Linked DNA regions of Sus scrofa: region 1 is linked to region 2. A link is a contact called in public Hi-C data. All regions are on one chromosome and are shown on one strand. Each heading gives the region's core, a stretch centred on a gene start, on an enhancer-like site or on the middle of the called end of the contact. The rest is flanking DNA. Distances are from core to core; before and after follow the strand shown. Region 1 holds the start of BLCAP (bladder cancer-associated protein). Region 2 has its middle 59 kb from the start of SRC.

What was found. A called contact is a pair of places that touch in the nucleus more often than the background predicts.
Region 1: a Hi-C map of fetal liver shows a contact between it and region 2, with 2.0 times the contacts expected there. The contact joins the promoter of BLCAP here to the enhancer-like site in region 2. A contact is called at or near these places in 2 of 5 promoter capture datasets (fetal liver and liver), 10 of 47 Hi-C or Micro-C datasets (brain, embryonic fibroblasts, epiblast stem cells and 4 more) and 2 of 2 datasets of contacts at active chromatin or transcription factors (alveolar macrophages and skeletal muscle).

The regions. Positions count from the first base shown.
Region 1 is chr17:40,632,136-40,635,916 of Sscrofa11.1, forward strand. BLCAP (bladder cancer-associated protein) reads right to left here and starts at 1,478. Exons shown (of 3, transcript XR_001302112.2): 1 at 1,365-1,478.
Region 2 is chr17:40,528,444-40,532,206 of Sscrofa11.1, forward strand. No RefSeq gene overlaps it. Among named protein-coding and RNA genes, the nearest start is that of SRC, 59 kb to the left of the region's middle. Within about 2 kb of position 1,453, at least 17 of the 83 cell types and tissues checked have an H3K27ac peak or open chromatin away from gene starts, as enhancers often do. A contact at or near this core is called in alveolar macrophages, brain, epiblast stem cells and 1 more, where this site is marked.

The DNA.
Region 1 (3,781 bases), core at 228-2,727, 100 kb after region 2:
CCCCTGCTGCCCTCTCTCCCTCCCACAGGGCCCATTCCCCAGCAGGACCCAGATTCCTGAGCATTCCCAGAACAGGAAGTCAGAGAGCCAGGCAACACATGGTCCTTCGTATATCACACAGTGACAGGCTCGAAATGGAATGCATATGCTTCAAAGATAAGAGAACAACAACAACAAAAGACAGCCAAACCCAGACTTCCAGATTCCTCTTTGAAACAACATATTATAGATAAAAAGTTAAACTGGTTTTGGCAGCAATTCTAACAAGACCAAAGTCAGATATGGAATTGACCTGGTCACTGGAAACCGCCCAGGGCACCACAATCTTTCAACAGATTTGCTTGATATTAATTAGTCTTTGATTTAAAACAAACAAATAAATAAACAAGATCTAACATTTGGCCTTAGCACTTAAGCTGGAACTTTTTCTTTTTTTTTTTTTTTTTTGGTCCTGGCTTTGGTGTTGCCGTCCAGAAGGCTGAGGGGATGGTTGTACCATGTCAGGCAGGGCAAACAGAAGCTGTCCCCAACACACCAGTTCCCTGAAAGGGGTAAAACACGAACCAAACCTATAAACAGAAAGACCATTTCTTTCCTAGGACAGACCTCAGTCTGACCCAACATTTAATGTTGAAAAGGGACACGGAGGCCTGGAAGGAAATTAAAGGCGGTCTGGAAGAGGGAAGAAAAAAAAAATCAACTGTCTCCCATCCCCCATTCTTCTTTTCAGGCCATTACTGTGCCAGGCATTCCATTCCTTCAGCTGCCCTTGAGGGCCACTCCCCATACGTACTGGAGGAAAGGGAACAGGTCGGCAGACCTGATAGAAAATTAGAAGGAGTAAGAAGCACCCGCGACCCAAAGCTGAGAGTCAAGCTATCACCCCGGGCACCAAGGCGGTGGCGTGGGAGCGGGAGACCCCTTTCTCTCCTCTCCACGTCCCTTCTGATTAAAAAAAATGCAATTAAAGTGGCAGGGACAGAGTGACAGGACTCTCAGAAGCTGAGCCCCCTGCCATGTGCCCCGGGGTCTAAGAAAAGGTGGCCGCACCCCTAGCCCCGCGCTCCCTAGCTCTGCCTGCTCCCTCCCGAGAGCAAACAGGCGAGCGCTGACCTTGGAGGCCAGAATCTGAACCTAGGAGTCCGGTGACACGCCCTCGGGCCGGGAAGGGACCCCCCAAGGCCCAGGCTGGGGACGAAACAGGGCAATCACGTGACACCGGACAGGGGCGGCCCAAGGTGCACGGAAGGAAAACCCCTGAAAGGGACCGGACGACGCCTAAGGTGACCCCGAAGGGACAACATGGCGGCGCGGCCGCATTGAGGGCCTCTCATCCCGCCCCCAGGAGGCCAATGCCACAGTACCTGCAAGCCCTGCCATGGCGCCGCCGCCACCGCTGTCGCCCTCGCCGCCGCAGCCTGCCTCCACCTCAGCTCGCCACCGACGCCGCAAGAAGCCGGGGAGACGCCCCCTTGGTCTTCTAGACGAGCCGGCCGAGGACCCCTCCCGGGACCGAGCTGCCTACAGCATACGCCTGATCATACGACCTAAATTGGGGTCACTCTCGCCCACTATCCCCCCAATATTTGCCACATATAGCCTTTTGAAGACGTCCTACCAACGTGTGCAGAACTCCAGGGGCTCTGAACTCTTCAAGTCTAAAGTAGTTTTGATCAGGCGTATGCCGGGCAGCCCCGAATCTCGGCTCCTTTGGTCCCCTTATGCATATGCAGCAGATTGTGATCTTTAACACGCTGAGAGAGAAGGGGGCGTACCCTCGTCTCCGTAGGTGAGCGTTTGTTCACTGCGACCCTCGTGGATGACCCGAGTACTCTGGGAAAAACCTTCTCGTGGCTCAAAGTCCGCCTCCTCCCCGGTCCCTTCACCAAGGCCAAAAGGTCAGGAACGGAACTATTCCGGCTCAGAATTTAGGATTTGTCTTGGGTCAGGATCTGACTCTTCCCCACTTCGGGCGAGCCACTTGCCCACTGCGACTCATCTTCCCCAAATCTGATGAAATGCCTGCTTCACAGGGTGGTTGTAGGGATTAAATGAGTCTGTGTATCCATTTATTAGCTAATGAAGCACATTCTTCGAGGTCTTGCTATGCGTAAGTGCAGTGCTAAAAAGGCAAGAGAATAGAATGGAGAGTGACACAGGCGCTGTTCTAACTCAAGGCTCTGCCAGTCCACTGGGGGAGAGTGACGGAAGGGCTTCTACAATCATCGAAAGAGCACTCTCTGTTAATAATTTTAATCAAATCAACATATAATTATGCACGATGGGAAGTGCTGTGGGTGGAAAATGAAGAATGTTATGAAAAGTTAGTGGAATACTAATGTGGGGTGAAGAGTGAGGGTGGTCTCTCCATGGGAAGCTGGTATTTAGGCGGACACCAAGGACAGTTAGGAGCTGCACAGGGCAAGAGTGAGAGGGGAAATGTTCTAGGCAGAAAGAACCCCTTGTCCTAGATGTGGGGGTGGAAAGGAGTGGGTGAGGGTGAGAAATGAGCAAGTAGGGCAGGTTGTGCTACCTAATGAATTTGGATTTTCTCTTGAGGGTAATGAGAAGCCATTTTCATCGGAGGGCTGATAACCAGATTGCGGTTTCTGAAAGGCTACCCTGACTGCATGACTTAGAAAGCACTTTCCAGTGGGTGTAGGGGGACCAGTTAGAAGGCTGGTTTCAGGTTTCCAGGTGCACCTGGCAGGGTGGTGGCTTGGGGAGGTGGAGAAGTAAAGAATGTAAGATGGGCAGGTGGGTGCTGAGGCATTGGCAGCTTAGATCTTTGCCTTGAGTATGATGGAATGAAAGAGACCTTGACTAAGGTGGGAAGAGGCTGAAGAAGGTTTAGATTGAGGGGGTAGATTGAGAGTTTGGCCTTGAGAAGGTAAATTTGAAAAACCTGGGCTGGAGTTCCTGTGTGTGGCGCAGGGGAAACAAATCTGACTAGGAACCATGAGGTTGCAGGTTCAATCCCTGGCCTTGCTCAGTGGGTTAAAGATCCAGCATTGCCATGATCGCAGTGGCTCGGATCCTGTGTGGCTGTGGCTGTAGCGTAGGCTGGCAGCTGTAGCTCTGATTGGACCCCTAGTCTGGGAATCTCCCTATGCCTCCGGTGTGGCAAGAAGCCTGGGCTGTGTCTAGGCCATTTTGTATGAGACTGGTGCTCAGAAGAGGGGTCTGGGCTGTAGATGCTTAGGTAACATCAGCACCCAGCGCACATGTCATGGTGCTGGATGAGAGTCCAAGGAGAGGGATCTCATCTGCTACTTAAAAATGGTAGCAGAGGAGGAGGAGCCAAGAGGAGCCAAGAGACAAGGCTGAGAAGCAGTGACCCGTGCTGTAGAAAGAGGACCAGTTAGGCGTGGGATCCCAGAGGGAAAGGTTCAGGAAGGTGGAGCTGACTGCTGTGGAGGACAGAAATGGTACTATTGGGTGTGGTTACAATGGGGGGCTTATGAACTCTGTCCTTGGTGATTCAAGTTCCAAAAACAAACATCTAAATCAATTGGCTTAAAATAAAAAGTACCCTGCCACTCCGTGGCAGATTAATTGAGTGGCTTGGCAATGTTATCAAGGACATTCCATCTCTGAGGTTCATTCCATCTCTGCTTTGCTGTCCTCATTGTTGCTTTCATGCTCACGGTCATGAGATGGCCGCCCCAGTTCCTGGGGTCCCATCCACATCAAGGAGGGGACCATTCCTCCTGTAGCTGAGATTCAGGCAAACTGGATGTGGCCTTTATCTTGCTGCTTCTCGGCTCAGGGATCAATGCAC
Region 2 (3,763 bases), core at 203-2,702:
AGCTTTGCCTTCATGGGCTGCTTCCTTCATAAAAAATACCAAAAAATTCTATTTTCCCACAAGACTGATAGAAAGTTGAATATATTCATATTATAGATGAAAACAATTTCTTTGAGTTTGAGTTCATTTTTCTTCTGATTTTAAAAGAAATTAAAGTATGCTTGTCAAGGGCCCTTAAAGGTATTGTGGGCTGCAGATTTACTGAGTGCCTTCTCTATGTGGGGTCTGGACAAACACTGTTGCTGGCAGAACAGCAACCCTCGCCCCGTGTCTTTCTTCATTTCCACTCTGCCCCCTGCCTTTGGTCCCTGACATGGGGGTGAGTGCATCAAAGCCACGGGTGTCACCCCTGGCCCCTGAGTCTTTGTGGCTCGGTCCCTCTCGTCATTTCTTTCACCCTAGCAGGTTTGGCCTTTGCTCTGGGATCTCTGTTCATTCATTCACTCCTCCAACAAACGTGCGTGGCCCTGGTGTCTGTGTGTCTGCTCTCCATCCATCCCCCAGGCCTTCGGCCCTCTCTCATCTGCAGGCTTGCTGAGTTTCCAGCATGGGCTCTCTCCCTGCAGCCCCCTCCCCTTGCCATGGGCTGGGGGTGGGTGTTTTGTTTCATTCCTTGGTCTCTTCAGAAAACACTCAGCATGGAGCAGCTGCCCCTGCCTGGCTGTGTGCGAGTGTGTGTGTGTGTGTTTGCCTGTGCCTACTGAGAGTACTTCACCCCACCACTGCCTGCCAGCTCCCAGGCCTCTGCCCCCACCCAGGTGCCTCCTTCTAGATTATTCTAAAAGCACTGCCCCATTTTTCTGTCCCCCTCCAGGGCTCTGCCATTCTCCCTCTGCCTGCCTCTTTCACCCTCGGCTTTTCCCCTCCACGTTCATCCTTACACCTTGCAGTTTTGCTTTCCCTCAAGGGTGTAAGCATTCACCGAACACATTTCCACTGAGCACCTGGCCCCGGTCAGGGGTTGGGGTTCAGAGTGAGAACAATCTGAGGGGGGTGGGGGGCAGCCATGGGCAAGGCACTTACTGTTCCAGACGGACAATGAGCAGAACAGGTGCAGAGGCCTGGGAGAGTAGAGACGGGGTCTGAGCTTGAGGAGAGGGTCTGGGAGGGCTCCCCTGAGGAGGGGGCTGAGCAAGGCTGGAGGGCAGCAGTGGAGAAGCGGGGCTGGGGGTGGGGAAGGGATGCGTCCAGGCAGCGGGACAGCTGTGCGTGCCAAAGCCAGGAGGTGGGACAGCCACCCGGTCATCACATGCTCTCTTTCCTCTGCCCCCCCTGGTTCACCCCTGTTTTGGGGTGTGGGGTGTGATTGTATGTGGGAGAGCGAGCGGCGAGAGGGAGACAGACAGACTTACAGACTGACACCAAGAGAGGGCGAGAGAGGCGCACGCAACTCCGCTCTCCCCACGCCTCTGTCTCTGCGTCTCTCTCCTTCCCCTTCTCCCTGGGCTTATGGGAACCTTATCTTTTCTCCGGTTTCCTGCAGTTGTTCATGTGTGTGTGTTCCTGGGCCGTGTGTGGTTGTGCGCGGGTTGTGCAATGTGGGTGGCGTGGGCTGTGTGGCCTGTGGTCCCCTGCGGACCCCCGGCTGTTGCCTGAGTCCAGCGCGGGCTGTGCCGAAGGTCCCTTTCTTTCATTCATTCCTTTGCTTCTTCCGTCTTAAAACCCCGATTAAAACCCCCATCGATGGGGCTGCTCTTCAGAGGCGGCCTGGGGCTCTGTCCCCTCCTCTGCGGATCTTTCTCCCCCTCCTCCTCCACAGCCCCCACCTCGGCTTCCTCTTTCCAGGCCGCCCGCCCCTCTGCCCAGGGTCGCCCCGCTGTCTGGTCGCGTCCCTCTCGCTTTCGGTCTGTCGGTCAGCTCTTCACCCCTCCCCCACTGCCTTTCTGCGTTTCCCTCTCTTTTCCTCTCCTTTGTCTCCGGGTCTGCCTCTGTCTCTCTTTTTGTTTTGCTCTTTGTCTCTCTCTGTCTCTGCCTCTCAGTTGGTTTCAGCCTGACTCTGTGCGCTCCCTGCGTTAATGCGTTCTCTCCGCCAAGCTGTGACCGCATAGTCGTGTGTGTGTGTGTGTCCCCAACAACATGTCCCCCATTCGCTTCCTCCCCACACCCCTCGTGCGGGGCCCTCAGGCTTGTGCGTGTGGCCGAGCCGGGGTCTGTGCCCTGTCCCTGTCCCTGGTGGCATGTGGAATTCCCAGCGTGGGCAGCTGCGGCCGCTCTTGCTCTGCTCTGGGGGTCCCTGCTGGGGGCTTTGTCTCCTTTCACACCCCAGCTCTTCCTAGAACATCCATTGTGAGCAGCTGCTCCTACCCGCCGGGTGTGTGTGTGTGTGTGTGTGTGTGTGTGTGTGTGTGTGTGAGTGAGAGAGAGAGCCCCGCTGAGGACTAACAGGGACGGAGTAGCCCCCTGCCCAGGCCCCTGTCTTTGGGGTTCTCGGCTTTTATGCTTATTCTCTGAGCTATTTGCATTTATCTTTCCATTCAATCAACACTCCAGCCTCTCCTTTGCTGGGGTGGGCAGTGGTGTGTGTGTGTGTGTGTGTCTCCCTCCTGCCCGCCTGTGGCCCCCCTGTCTCAAAGGCCATTCTGAAACGGCCCCGTGTGCACAGATTCGGAGAGAGGTTGTGTGTGTGTATCCGTGTGTGACAAGCTGTCACTGTGTCAACTTGGCCACTTTCCCTAATGCTCTGCTCCTGCTCTGTGTTTTCTCTCGGTCAGTACGGAACACCTCGCATGACTGCACGCCTGAGTGTGTGTGTGTGTGTGTGTGTGTGTGTGTGTGTGTGACACATCTCTCACCCCTTGCTCTCTGTTCCTCTCCTTTCTCTGGCTCTGTTTGGATTTTTCCATGCACTCTGGGGTCCGTCTCTCTCCCGGCTATCCCCTAAGTTTCTCTGTCTACATCCATCGCTGCAGCTCTGTCTGGTGTTTGCTGTCACTCCACCGATGAGCACGTGGTGACCTGTCTTTCCTTCCATCCATCTAGCCATCCGCCTGTCTGTCTGAGAGTTATTTCTGGGCCCTTTTCCTACTCCCCACCCCGCCCCCCTTCCTGGTCCACTGTCGTTCTCCCTGCACAAGCTGCTGCTGGGCTGTCTCAGTGCCCACGACCCCTCCCTCTTCCCCTGCCCCTGTGTCATGGGCTCCAGACCAGCGCGGCTGCTCCCGGGCCCCTCCCCAAACTTGGCCCCTGCACCTCTCAAGGCGCATCACAGACTCAGCACCTTCCTGGCCCCCTTCTCCCCCATATGCATGCATCACCCCCACCTCCAACAGGTCACTCTGGCCAGGCTGTCCCATGCGGTGGTGGACACCTGCCCCAGCAGCCCCACCCCCTGATGCCTCCAGCTCCAGAGGCTGATGTTGGCCATTGCCTTCCAGCCTTGTGCCCCCCCCCCTCCGCCGGCCAGTCCCGGGTCTCTCTCTTTCCTTGCGAAGGTCTAAGCAGCAGGCTTTCTCTGTTGGTCGAATTAGCTTTTTTTTTTTTTTTTTTTTTTTGGTCTTTTGTCTTTTTAGGCCTGCACCCGCGGCATATGGAGGTTCCCAGGCTAGGGGTCAAATCGGAGCTATAGCTGCCGGCCTACACCACAGCCACAGCAATGCTGGATCCGAGCCGCTGTCTCTCTTGTGGGCATTGCCGCATTGTGTGTGTGTGTGTGTGTGTGGTGTGTGTGTGTGCGCGTGTGTACCTGTGCCCACGCGTGCTCGTGTGCACCTGTTCCTCTTTCCCCATCTGATATACTTCTTTCCTTCCTCTCTTATCTTCATTC